Linked DNA regions of Mus musculus: region 2 is linked to region 1. The links are chromatin contacts, called in public Micro-C maps. All regions are on one chromosome and are shown on one strand. Each heading gives the region's core, a stretch centred on a gene start, on an enhancer-like site or on the middle of the called end of the contact. The rest is flanking DNA. Distances are from core to core; before and after follow the strand shown. Region 1 has its middle 51 kb from the start of Gm35701. Region 2 overlaps Ror1 (receptor tyrosine kinase-like orphan receptor 1).

Region 1 (7,171 bases), core at 1,289-3,788:
TGTGGTAGGATAGTGTCTTAGTTAGGGTTTTACTGCTGTGAGCACACACCATAACCAAGGCAAGTCTCATAAAGGACAACATTTAATTAGAACTGGCTTACAGGGTCAGAGGTTCAGTCTATTATCATCAAGGTGGGAACATGACAGCATCCAGGCAGGCATGATGCAAGCAGAGCTGAGAGTTCTACATCTTATTCTGAAGGCTGCTAGGAAAAGACTGACTTCCAGATAGCTAAGGTGAGGGTCTTGAGGCCACACCCACAGGGACACCAGACACACCTACTCCAACAGGGCCTCACTTCCTAATAATGCCACTCCCTGGGCCAAACATACCCAAACCATCACAGATAGTAAGTGTGTCTCATCTCTTGCCCCAGTGCTGATGATATTCCTGAGACTTCCGAATGAGCCCGGGCAGAGGTCTACTTACATTCTAAGGAAGAAGGAGTGAGGAAACAGACAGACACACCTGCTGTACTCTGCTGTTTCTACTTGCCATAGATTGTCTGAAACCATGGTCTCCCTGGGGTCCCCCTCCTTGGACAGGAATGCAGGTCCCTCTCCCCTGAATGCTGGCTGCTTTTCAATTGGCTTTGAGTTGCGGGATACACGGGAATGATGTAGTGGCGACTTCCAGACCCTTTGTGGCTTTGAAGTTTTATTCACTCCCTTGAGATCCCACCCCATGTGAGAAAATTTGCATTCGACTAGTCCCGTTCTCCTGGAGAGAGGGGCAATTCCAAACAGCCCCAGATGTCCCAGCCACACGAGTGAGGAACAAAGCATGGGAGGTAGTCAACCTAGGTATTATCCCCACACCAGATTACATACTAATTTCATGGCATGGTGGATCTGGTCAACAGAAATGTTTCAGAACTTTGGGCAGAGCCTGGCTAACCCTTGGATCAAGAGAAATAGGACAGGCTTTTGAGTCATGTCTCTTTAGTTGTGCAGCAGTAGAAAACTAAAATGCCTCCGTTCTACCAACAATTCACTTCTTGTACTATGCCTCCCCTGAACTTCTTCCATCAAAATGGAAACTTCCTCTCTCTCTCTTTCTCTTGCTCTCATTCTCCTCTCTCTCTCCCTCTCTCCCTCTCTCTCTCTCCCTCTCTCTCCCTCTCTCCCTCTCTCTCTCTGTCTCTCTCCCTCTCTCTCTCCCTCTCTCTCTCCCTCTCTCTCTCTCTCCCCCCTCTCTCTCCCCCCCTCTCTCCCCCCCCTCTCTTGCTCTCTCTCCCCTGCCCTCTTTGACTCCCTACTTTCATTGAACATATCTATACATCTCTCTCCTCTGATGCACTGGAGACAGCTGGAGACCTGTCCGATGATTTTTATGCATATTGGCATTACCAACTCCAATAAAAGTCTTTAATGAGCCAATCAACCTAGCCATTTTGCCAAGTTCTCTCACTGTTTGCAAGTCTATGTCCCTCTGTCCCCGTGTAGTGGCACATCCCTCTAACTTTAAGTTTCTCAATAACAAGGGCTTTCATCCCTCCGTATACAAAATGGCAACCCCCTCAGGTGCTCTCTTTCTCTCTATTTTTTCCTCTTTATTTTCTTTCATAGAACATTTGACACTTTGAATATCTATTTATGGCCTGTCGTCTCTCAGAAGAGCAGAGGTTTATAATGTCCATGATCATTTTAAATTCCCTGCTGGGAACCAGATGGTGGTGGTGCACACCTTTAATTCCAACCCTCAGGAGGCAGAAGCAGGCAGATCTCTGTAAGTTCGAGGCCAGCCTGTTCTATAGAGTGAGTTCCATGACAGCCAGGACTGCACAGAGAAGCCCTTGGGGGAAAAAATTCCCCTCTTGTTCTAGTCCCTAGAACCATGATTGACACCTGGTACATGTGTCACAAATGCCCAATGTTTTGTACTTAGAGACGAATACATACAGGAATTGGACATTGGTGTTAATTTCTCTCTTTTAACTCAGGCCTTTGGATTTCTGGTTGAGCCCTTATAAGCATGGTTGGTCCCCAGATATATGCAGTCTTCTTCCTCCTTCCTGAGCACATTGGAAAGGACTCTTCCTCATAATCTTGAGGTTGGGCTGATCATATGCCTAGATGTGGCTGGACCCAGGGAGGAAGTGACGGGGATGCATTTCTGGGCTGAGCAGAGGGCTTGTGTCTCCTGCTGGCTCTTGCCTGGCCCTGTGTTGCGATGACGATGATGGAGCCACCAAATCAAAGGAGTCTTGGATTGCTAGGCCATCGTATGCAGAACAGCTGTCCTGGAGAACTGCCCATAACCACAGGGGACATAGCATGAGTCAGAAATAAACTTTTGTTAAGTTAAGCCACCGAGATTTTAGAGTGGGGCTGTTATAAAACAGCCAACCCATCCTGATCCAGGAAAGCCTATTTGGTTAAAACAGAAAAGGAAAACACAGTGCGAAGGGAGCATGAAATCCTCGCATCACCCAAATCCTGGCTTACCGTTTCAAAGCACAGACTGCCTAGCCTGAGCCAGGCACAGGACCAGGTGAGGCCCTGGGGGAACAGGGATGAGTATGACTCAGTCGCAGCCCAGCGAGAGACAGTGTGTCACTAAAGAGTGATGCAGTGTCACGTGGCTACAACGACTCCTCATACCCAGAGATCAGGCACACAGAGTAGCAAGCTTCACCACCACCCCACCCCCCGCCCTCAGGTCGATCCCTCTGAACCATGGAGGAGGCACTCCTAGAATAACCGTTGGGGTGCAATTAGGTCAGGCTAGGTAGGTGGCAGAGAAAGGAGGGCCTTAGAAAGGGGATGCTGTTCTTCCTTGCTGGTCACGTGCTTACTGATTCTTCTTTTCCAGGATGGCAGTCTTCCCCTGACTGTGCAGGTTCTCACGTGGGCCTGTCATCTAAAACCAGAGCCTTGACATTGCCTCGCCCAGTTTGCTTCTTGGGCAGCTCACCTTTGCAAGCAGAAAGGAGAGAGGAAAAGCACAATAGCAACATGTGTAACAGTGGCAGGACATGGCAGACGGTCCCTCTACTTCATGAGAAGAACCGGTCCCATTCTTCAGATAAGGCACTTACAGACCAGAGAGGTTAAGTATCTGGCACAAAGTCAGACTATACCGTTATTGCATTTTCAGATGTGACTCACCGGTCTGTACACGGAGGGTGCCCCTTCTAGTGTCTCCTCTGTGCTCAGGCTGTGACTTTAATATCTAAATGACGATGTCTGTTCCTATCCTTAATATTGTTGCTTCCTTATAACAATTTCATTTCAGCTGTCATTTAATACGGATGCAGTTACAACAGTGAGAATCGGCCAGGGCAGAGAGATCATCTGACTTCAGGAGTCTCAGAAACTCCCATGATTTCTGGTTCCCTACCATCCTCATCCTGCTACTTTTAAAGATATTGAGGGATGAGCCTCATTCTGGGGAGCAGCCATAAAGGACAATTCAGAAGCTGCTGTTCTGATGGCAAAGTGTCTCTGGCCTACTACACCTGAGCCTGAAGGATGATATCGTTTCTTACCTAGATTGGCCACACAGTTTGTTTAAAACAAAAACACCTCAAAGTGGCACTACAATGTCTCCTCATTGGTCAGTCCACACCTGCAATTCTATTGCTTCTCCAATAGGAACAATCGAGGAGGAGGTTTAACCATCAGACTGCAGGAGCAGGTAGCCCTGGGGAAGGGGAAGAGTTGCTGCTATCACAGCTCTGGCTGCTGAGTGGACCACTGAGCTAGGAAGCCCAAGGGTTCCATCACAAGCAACAACCAACCCTCACCTCTACTGAAACAGTCTCAGGACAAAAACCTGTGCATTTTCTTGGCCACAAATTTGGTTTTACTAGTTATGGACAAAGTCTGTAGGCCATTCTAAGAGCTTCTGAGAATAGTCGTGTGTGTGTGTGTGTGTGTGTGTGTGTGTTTCTTTAAAAATAGGTCTTACCTACAATCAAAGTGATCCAAGACCAAATCAACCTTACTCCATACCCCATGCATCCTCCATGTTACTTCAGTCTGAGTCAGTGACATGGTGAAATATTCTTTCTTTGGCTGCAGCACGGTCCCCTGGGCTTTCATCAGGGTCTTCTGAGAAGTGCTTTAGCCAGTTACTCTAGTCTATTCTTGTGTTGCTATAACAAAATAGCTGGTGCTGGATAATGTAAAAAAGAAAGGTGAGTACTTGATTTTTATTTACATTTTCATTATTACTTTCATTTTTTATAGTCCAGCCATTGTCCCTCTTCCGATGCCCCCTCCCACAGTTCATCATTCCATTCCTTCCCCCTGTCTCCAAAAGGATGCCTCCCCACTCCCACCGCCAGACCTCCCCACTCCCACCGCCAGACCTCCCCACTCCCACCGCCAGACCTCTCCACTCCCACCACCAGACCTCCCCACTCCCACCGCCAGACCTCCCCACTCCCTGGAACATCAAGTCTCTGGAGGGTTGAGTGCATCTTCTCTGACTGAGGCCAGACCAGGCAGTCCTCTGTTGTATATGTGTCAGGGACCACAGTCCAATGTCTGAGAGATCTCAGGGTCCCTGTTAGTTGAGACTGCTGGTCTTCCTATGGGGTCATCCTCCTCCTCAGCTGTACTTGGTTTTTGATGAGATGGTTGCAAAGTTCAAACAGAATGGCTTCTAGTCTGACAGAGGGTCCAACTAGAGTATCCATCTTATGACAGAACATTGCAGGAGTAGACGTGAGGGAATGCGAGTGGTGAGAAGCCAAGCAGGAGACTTGGGAGAGCAGAGCCGGCTCCTTTTTAACATGCCTCTATTAAAAAAGTAATCCACCAAAAAGGCCTAACACACCCTTCAACATATCTCCTAAAAGGGAACATCCTGTGCCCCCCAGTGGGTCCCACCTTTCATTTTGTCATAGTGGTGACTAGCCTTGCAGTGCATGATCCTTTGGGAGACATATTTGTCAACTAAATCCAAACCACAGGAGCACTGATGCTCAGTGTTTGTTTTTGTCTACAAACAAACCAAAAATAAATATTCATGTTTCTGGCAGGAGCAGTAGCTTACTGCGTCTCAGGCGGAGGTTCTGTGCAGGGCAGGCAGGATAAATAGTGACTAGGAAGATAATTGGTGTGGTCATCTGCACTGCAGAGATTCTAGCATCAATGAGTGATCAGCGCTGATCTTCCAGAAACAGGATTTCTTTTCTTTCCTTTGTATTTTCAGAAAGTTTTCTTTTTAAGCGTGTGTGAGAGAGAGCGTGCCTGCGTGCCTGCGTGCGTGCCTGCGTGCCTGCGTGCGTGCCTGCCTGCGTGCCTGCCTGCGTGCGTGCGTGCGTGTGAAAAGAAGCTTGAAGAGCATCAGCTCCCCCGGAGTTGGATTTGCATGAGCCGCATGCTTTGGCTGTTGAGACCCCAAGTTGGTCCTCCACAAGGGCAATGTGCACTCTTAGTGGCTGAGGCATCTCTCCTTCAACGTTTTACATGTTTTTTCTATCAAATTTAAACTGTTTTATCATTAGTAAAACAATTAGAAATGAACTCTAGTCCCTTTGCTCCTCTCTCTGGATCTATTCTATTAGGCACAGCTGTGAGCTGCATGTGCAGGGGACTCAGGCCTCGAGAGCTCGGGGTTTCCCGCAGGGCAGGAAACCCTGTAAGCCTCAGTTTCCCCACTTAGAACTGAATACTTCTGTTGCCTTTCACTACAGAGAGTCCGTCACGAGTGCAGTGCTGAGTGCTGATTTTTCGGGAACTCTGCCTCTCTTACTGAGCGGTGTTTCACAAGAGCGTTTCCAAGAATTGAACTTATCAGACAAGGAGGCAGAACAGCTTTGTAGCCCTTTTATTTCCTGCCAGATGAAATCTCAGTTTGTAAGAAAGTTGGGTCCCGGAAGAGCTACAGGAGGAGTAGAAGTCACAGGCAGCCGCTCTTACTGCCATGAGCCGCACTGCAAAATCCATTCCCAGCCCTTGGCCAGCAGTTGGCTCTGAATGGCAGGAAATACGGATTAAATAGAGAAGGGCAATGAAGACCTACAGTGTGCAGAGGTACAAGGCTGGGAGAGGGGAGGGGGCCAGAACTCTGCAATGTGGGCCCAGCACTTTGGTCAGGAGGTAAATAATGCCAGGAAGAAAACTTTAGCAGATTCACGCTTGCTGCTTTTATTCTTTAAGAGTACCTCTTACTTTTACTTTCTTTATTGTTTTTGTGTTTAACTAACATACAAAGTAGCAGACTTCTTTCTCTTGTTTTCATTGAGTTTAGTTTTGTTTTTCTATTGGTTGATTTTCCATTGCCTGCTCCTCTCCTTCATCTCTTTGCCTACCCTCTCCACTTGCCCACTTGCAGTCTTCTGGATTCCCCTTTCCACTTTATATCGTCTTTCCCAGCCCACCCCCACCCCCCCATGGACCTCTTCCTAGTTTCCTGACCTCTCTACCCATACTCACTTCTACATAAATAAACATATATAGAAAATTAGACACCAGGATCCACGTATGAAAAAGAATACTTATCTTTTGAATGAGTTAATGAAAAATAAAATAAAATGTATTTCTCTTTCAGAGCTTGGCTTACCTCGTTTGCTATCATACTTTCCTGTTTGATTTATTTTTCTGCAAATTTCATACTCCCATTTCTCTTGATAGTTGAACAAAAGCCCACTGTGGGAACTAGAGAGATGACACAGTGGGTGAAGTACCTGCATGAGCACACCATACAAGCAAGGAAGCCTGTTACAGCCCAGACCCGTATTTAAAAATTAAAAAAAAAATACGCATGGTAGCATGCATCTGTGACCCTAGTGCAAGGTGTATGGACATACAGGATCTCTGAAGCTTGCTAGCCAGGCACTCCCGTCAATAAGTAAACATTGGGTTTAATGAGAAACCATGCCTTAAAAGACAAGCTGACAAGAAATTGAGAGAGACACCCAAAGCTGATTCTGGCTTCCATTTGCATGGATTCACACACACACACACATTTTCACCATACATTCATGTGTTGACGGGCATCCATGTTGACCCCATTTCCTTGCTATTATGAATAGAGCAGAAGTGAACAAGGCGTGTTCCTGTGGCAGGATGTGGAATACTTTGAGTATATGCCTAAGACTAGTATAGCCAGATCGTATGGTAGTTCTATTCATGCCTCATATCTGAAGAAGTCAGAAGAGGGCATCAGGTGCCATGGACCTGGAGTTAGACAGCTTTGAGTTGCCATGTGCTGTGA
Region 2 (7,147 bases), core at 2,240-4,739, 380 kb before region 1:
CCCCCTCCCCCAACATAGTCAAGAACTTGAGCCAGCCCTACTTCCTGGCTTGGTCCAGAAGAGCTTGTGAGCCATTGGGTGGCTAAATTCCAAACCCTGTATTGAAGACATCCCCACACTGGGAAATTTTGCAAGGAGCACATCAAAAATTAGCCAGACACAATGAAAACAACATCTGCCCCATCGACTCCATGCCAATGTCTTACATTTGTCTCTTTGATCCTGGAGGGCAGAGAGGGTTTATTACTCTGGCCACTACATGTTCCTCCTGGTGCTGGGTTACATCACTTTTAACTCTGGCCTCTTCAAGATTTCAGAGAAGCCAACGGTGTCTCTGGCTACCCAGCACAGACTGGCCAAGGGTATCCACTGATCCTTCCTTCCCACTTTTATGAACAAATTACTTTGCAAAAACTTTATGAGCTGGTGAGACCAAGTGTTTAGAGTTGGAAAACCTTTTATTCATATTTTACACACACAGATTATTGAGCCTTTGATATTGACTGCTGTGTTTCATTGGGTTTTTTTGGGGGGTGTGTGTCTAGGTTTCCATATTTATCCAACAGCATACTAGTATCTACTTTATGTAATACCTATGAAGATCAAATGTCATGGAAATTAAAGCTGCTAGTGTTGTCAATCAGTCACCTCCATCCATAGACAGCTGAAAGGGACCCCAGCAACAATGTCAGCAATCAAGCTCGGTCCCCTTCCCTTTTAATAAATCTCCCACAAGACCTGTTGTGTGGTGTGATTTTTTGGGGGGATTCACCATCTAGTCCCATCACCTAGTATACACGTTTTGGTAATTTGTATCAATCTCTATATACTAACATTCTCTGTTATGCCACAGAGGCCTCTGAATTCTTTATTTGGAAACACTGTTAATTCAGAGATTCCTGCTTCTTAGAGACTGTGCGTTACAAGCACGGTTCCACTAAGAATGGAATTCAGGTAATGAGCAAGGCTAATCTATAAAATGGATGTATTTGTTTTCTGAACAGTAGTCACTTTCCCATGGATTCCAGCACAGTAGTCAGGACTGTGTCCCCAGGACAGTGGCTACTGCATGCTGTGCCATTGTAACCAACTAAATGAGTGACACAGAAATGATAGGAAAGAAATGGCTATTGCATGGGAATCTTCATATAGAGCCCACTATTGCTCTGAGAATATGCATGAATACCAGCCCCCTCTCTTTCCTTCACTCTTGTAGTAGTATTAAGTAAAAACTGAGTATGGCATGACATTAATTACTATAATGCATGCAAACCAGCTAACCAGAATCCAGGATTTTAAAAGCATCAAACCTTGATTCTCACCACCCCAAGTCTATGACATGAACTGACCTCTAAGGCATTTACATTTATATTTCCTTTTTAAAATCACTGGTAGACTAGCTGAGACTCCTACCTGTGGAGGATATGGAGACTGAAGTGGCCACCTCCTGTAGTCAGGCAGGATTTCCAGAGAAGGGAGGGGACATCAACCTACCCACAAAAACCTTCAACCTGAAATTTGTCCTGCCTACAAGATGTGCAGGAATAAAGATGGTGCAGAGAATTAGGGAACAGCCAACCAATGACTGCCCCAATTTGAGACCCATTTCATGTGGGAGAGCCAACCCTTGACACTATTAATGATACCCTGCTGTGCTTGCAGACAGGAGCCTAGAGAGGCTTTATTCAGAAGCAGATAGAAACACAGACATTCACAGCCGAACATAGGCAGAGCTCAGGGAGTCTGTGGAAGAGTTGCAGATAGAATTGAACAAACTGGAGGGGCCAAAGACATCACAAAAAAAAAAAAAAAAAAAAAAAAAAAACCCTACAGAGTTAACTAACCTGGCACCATAGGGGCTCACAGAGACTGAACCATCAACCAAAGAACACACAGGGGCTGGACCTAGGTCCTACAAATTCATAGCTTGGTCTTCATGTGGGTCCCCTAACAATTGGAACGGAGGCTGTCTCTGACTCTGTTTCCTGCCATTGGATCACCTTCCCTTAACAGGACTGCCTGTTTGGGCATCAGCAGGAGAGGATGTGCCTAGTCCTGCTGCCAATGGATGTCCCAGAGCGGTACCTAAGAGGGACTTCTCAGAGAAGGAGAGGGGGTAACTGGGGGAGGGATTTGTAAGGGTGGGACTGGGAGGAAAGAAAGGAGAGGAGCTGCCATCAGGACATAAAAGTGACTAAATAAATAAATTAATGAAAATAATGAAAAATATTTTAAATAAAGGGGAAAAGAACAAAAATAATAAGTGGTAGAAATGTACAGTTGGGCTGGAGAGATGGCTCAGTGGTTAAGAGCACTGACTGCTTTTCCAGAGGACCCAATTTCAATTCCCAGCAACCACACAGTGGCTTACAACCAACCACCTGTAATGGGATCTGATGCATTCTTCTAGGGTGTGTCTGAAGACAGCTGCAGTGTACTCATATAAATAAAAAAATAAACAACTCTTAAAAAAGAGAAATGAACACTTAACTAGTTGAGCAGTGGTTTGGTTTAAGAAACAATGTTTGAAAGTGAAAATTTCACATTTAAAGAACCTGAAAACCAACAAATATGACTTTGTAACTGCAAATGTGTTTTGAAGACTTTGTTTTTTTAAAAAACAAATCCTTACAACATGAAGCAAAATAAAATAAATAATATGAGATGTGATAGTCTCCATAATTCTACTATACTTAATAAGCAAGAAGATGAGTTAATGTAAGTGTGAAGACATTGGGTTTCCTAAAAGTTTATTATCAAGGTGAAGAGAAAAATGTAGTCCCTAACACAGAGAGGAGACAAATAATTGTTGCATGCATGGTCTTCTGGAGTTGGAACAAGATGAAAAGCTAAGCATTTGGAAGCAGGAACTCTAAACTGTTGAAATGCATCTCTTCAGAAGGGCCTGGGACTGAGATGTTGGCCTTCTTGAGAGGAAGTGCTTTTAGACCACAGTGCAGGATCTAGAATAGCAGCTGCACTCAGAGCAAAACCAGAGACCCTGGGATGCTCACCAGGACCTTGAGCAGCCTACATGTTGAAAGATGTGTTGGAAAAGCAACAAGAAGGGGCTGGTAATCTAGCAGAGAGGGGGAAGACTCAGGTGGACTATAACAGAACAACTTCAAAGAGGACCAGGAGGAAAACATTTCTATTAAAAGATGCTTTAAGCAAAGGGAAATAGATTTAAATTAGGCATTAAAAAGATTTCTCAAAAAAAAGCCATAGTAAAAAGTACATGACATATAATTTACTGTCTTAATCATTCAAAATTATATAGTATAGTATAACAAATTTCTATATTCATTCCATGTACCATAAAACAGGCAAGTTTGTAAACAATGTTAGATCTCTCTTTTCTTTCACATTGGTTAAAAGAGCATGGAATTTCTTTCTTTGAATTTGAAAAGCAGCTCACACTCTGAGCCCTGTGGGCCTGGCAGAGAGCCCTCCTGGCCAGTTGGCTCCAGTGTAGGGCTGTGGTCTGGCTTGCCCCACACTCCTGAGCTGCCCATGGGAAAGGCAGAGTTCCATGGTTCTCCTCTGTGTTTGCTTTGAACTCTGCCTGTGTCTCTCCTCTGGTTCAAGCAGGAGGGCTGTAGCAGGTCACTCTCCCCTGACGCATGCCACCCATCTTACCTTGGGCTTGTATGCATTGAGCATGGACATCTCCACATTCTGTCCTCTGACGGGTTTTGGCTGCCTCTGGACTGGTGGTGATGAAGACTTCTGGTTATTGCGGCACACACAGATGAAGAAGAAGAGGAAGGCGATAGCCAGGGGAATGGCCACACTTGGCACCAGAATGTACAAGATTTCCATTTTATTCTTCTCTTTGGAATCTTTGGAATCTGGGGACAGAAAAAAAAAAAGGCAAGTGTTATACTGGTCAAAAAAAATGTATAATATTACATTGCAAAGTTTAAACGATTTATTCTATACATTCACAGTGAGAGAAAAAGAATCTAATGCATATTATGATTTGTTTCTATCAAACCCTCAATGTAGTTTACTGAAGTTTAAAAGTTTAAAGTTCAAATGTTTGAAAATCACAGCTGGACATTGTGAAGGTTCTGGATGTGTGATGGGACCTCTGATGTTCCCTTTCTCCCACAGCCAACCTGCATTTCTCTCACACCTTAGAAGTTAAATGACACATGAACTTACTGGGTGTATATATTATTATATATTGTGTACATGAAGCCTTAACGCAGACCACAAGGCTCTTCTCCATTGGCTGTTGGCCCAGATCAAACACCATAGAGTGGTGCTCCTGAGTTTCAAGGTGCCCCTGCCTTGGGAACTAGGGATATGCTGGGCCGGCCATGAATCTTCCAGGATCAATATGACTGCAGAATCCTGGTCCCCACTTTGGAAGGTACTGCCTTGAGAATGTGAGGGCCTGTAGGCAGGCTGGGTCGGTTCAGTGTCTGGCAAGCTACACAACTGAAGCTAATCATTTGGCAATGTGGGTCTCACTCTCTCTCATCGAGAAGGGAAGTGAGTGTTCTGGAGGGTGTCTACAAGTCCCTCCAACACAGAAGTGCTGTATAACTTGACACTTTTTGAAACCCCAGGATTTGTCTTGAATGGTTTCATATGAACCCAGTAACTGCAAGTGCTAACACTTTGAAGTATATTTTTGAAATCTTATACATCCATTTTACTATTGCTTGGCAAAGAATTTAATATATATAGAAGGATATGAGGTATGCCTTTCTTTTTATTCATTTGAACCGGACCAGTAAAGCCAAAAGCTTTGGGCATATGTCATCATTAATGAACTATTTGTCTGGTAAAATAAACACACGAATTATGGGATGGTAATTAGAGAGGTTACAATAATGACATACCCTGACCACCAAGACCAGCTGTCTTTCTTTAGCAAAACCCACAGTGTGAACATTTTGACTGACACAACATTTAGAGATGCTTATTTACTCTGTGGAAGGATCAACATGCTTCCATTCAGCTATCCTCCCACTCCCTCAACAAGTGTGAGCCACTGTGTGCCGAGAGCTGGTCTTGAAACTGAGAGTGCAGAATGAATTACTACATGCCCGATTCATTTAAGAATTTCACAGTCTTATAAGGAAATAGAGACAGTGCTATTATAATACGTCGTTGTAAATGCAGATGCAGACGTATAAACAAAATGACAACAGGACCCCAAGAAGGTCCCTTTAAACAAAGAGGGCTCTAGGCACTCGTAAGTGGAAATAGTCTTTATTTTTTCATTTTCTTTGAGACCTCTTTGGCGAGATACCACAATACTGAGCCTTCTTCTCAAATACATTTAGCATGTAACCTTAGGAAGGAGACACCCCCCCCCCAACTCAATTTTGAGAACATTCACTTTGTGTTAATGCCAGAAGTCTTGTGGAAGGATGTATACCTGGCACAAAAAATAGCATTTTTACTCTACTTATTTTTCCACCAGCATAAGTCATGCTTCCTATCACCATTATGATAAACTGGGGACTTTTCAAAATGAACTCATTTTATAATGACAACCAGCTCCATGGGAAAAGAAACACGCATACCCCTATTTTTATGGTGAAGAAGAGCTAAACTACTCGCTAGTCTGAGAATACACAGCTGGCAGGTCAGAGGCTGGGTGCCTCCCAATAGCATTTGTTCCATGCTGTCAGATCGAACATGACCCTGGGCTATCAATGGTTGAGTTCTTGATTATGCGCACCTATGTTCTCATGGTGGGAGCCCATGAGGGGAACCTGTAATGTAGGGAGTGTGGCATCAAAGTTCTAAGCTCCCCACTTTCCACTGTCATGTGTAAATAGTAAACCGGGGAACTGCTGGGGCTCACACTAACTCTGTAATTTTCTCAAATGGTGATTGTGTTTGTATGTCTGGGGATAGGTGAATGGAGGAATACACATCTCAGGGTCTAATGTGAGCCTATGTACACACACACGGTGCACACACAGGTTAGAGGCAATGTGGCAGAGTAAAGGAAGCATTTATCTTAAAGTCAGATACTTCTGAATACTGTCCTTGTCATCATTGAGGTCAAGTTGAGCCAGTTTAACCATGCTATGTATACGCCATGATATGTAAACAAAAAAACAAAAAACAAAACAAAACAAAACAAAACACCTAAAGACAAAACCCTACACACTTTATAGGTTGCTGTAAGGATAGTCATATGGAAAGTAGCTGTTCTAATGCCTGTTGCAACTCAAGTGTTTTCCCTTAGAGACAAGGGGATTGTGCGATAAACATTTGGAGCTGGAAAGTCCAAATAACCTTAAGCAGAAATCACCCTCTCTGATCTTCAGCTCTTCCTGTATTAAACAGGTATAATAATAGCTAGTCTTCCAATCTTATTTGGTTCATGTGAGACTCAAATGGGATCAGGTTCACGAAAGAACCCTGGATAATTGAAAATTGCTATTCGGTTGTTGGATGCTCTATTATTAACATTATAGAATTTCTCTGTGTGAGCGGGTGATCCCTGCTGTTATTCTTGGATTTTCTGTGAAATCATTATGAGCGTAACGATTACAAAAGGAACGAGGCTAATTTACTACTAATGTAATGCTAGTTATTTCTTCAGCCCAGAGTTTTAGCAACAAGAGAAAGTAGAGTCTCACCTGTCTGCCAACAAAGGAATCTATTCTACCTTCATTCTCTATCAGATTAGGCACGGGAGGACAGCAGGAAGGCCTTTTATTGTAAATGGGCGGGCTGGGAAAAATGCTCCCGTGGGTCTGCTGGAGAATAAACTTCAAGAGGCTAAATCCTTTTAACACAGCCAGACTTGGCTCCTCTGCTTACACAGAGGATTCATGGAGCACAGCAGGCAGAGTCTGCTTGCCAAGTGCAACAGTCCCAAGGGACAATAGGTGGTCATGTTGGGAGAGATGGAAGACAGGCTCAGAGTACCCCAAGACTTCAAAGTCATTCCTCCCTGATTGCCACTGTATGGTCTTGGCTAGAAGGGGATCCAGTCTGCAGCAGCAGCAGCAGCAGCAGCAGCAGCAGCAGCAGCAGCAGCAGCAGCAACAACAACAACAACAACATCAAGCCTTAAAAAAAGATGTCCCATAGAACAGCAATCAGCCTTTGTGAAAAAAATTATAAAACTAACTACTACCTGGGAATTACATTTTAAAAATTCTTGTAT

The links. Hi-C and Micro-C count contacts between places; a contact is called where the count stands out from the background.
Region 2: a Micro-C map of muscle stem cells shows a contact between it and region 1, with 6 times the contacts expected there. The contact joins two enhancer-like sites. A contact is called at or near these places in 15 of 484 Hi-C or Micro-C datasets (the C2C12 cell line, the C3H10T1/2 cell line, ECoMG myeloid progenitors and 9 more) and 3 of 115 datasets of contacts at active chromatin or transcription factors (astrocytes, embryonic basal ganglia and fibro-adipogenic progenitors).

What each region holds. Positions count from the first base shown.
Region 1 is chr4:100,040,743-100,047,913 of GRCm38.p6, reverse strand. No RefSeq gene overlaps it. Among named protein-coding and RNA genes, the nearest start is that of Gm35701, 51 kb to the left of the region's middle. Within about 2 kb of position 2,538, at least 53 of the 459 cell types and tissues checked have an H3K27ac peak or open chromatin away from gene starts, as enhancers often do. A contact at or near this core is called in muscle stem cells, where this site is marked.
Region 2 is chr4:100,422,618-100,429,764 of GRCm38.p6, reverse strand. Ror1 (receptor tyrosine kinase-like orphan receptor 1) reads right to left here. Exons shown (of 9, transcript NM_013845.5): 8 at 3,640-3,851. Among named protein-coding and RNA genes, the nearest start is that of Gm35760, 33 kb to the right of the region's middle. Within about 2 kb of position 3,489, at least 9 of the 459 cell types and tissues checked have an H3K27ac peak or open chromatin away from gene starts, as enhancers often do. A contact at or near this core is called in muscle stem cells, where this site is marked.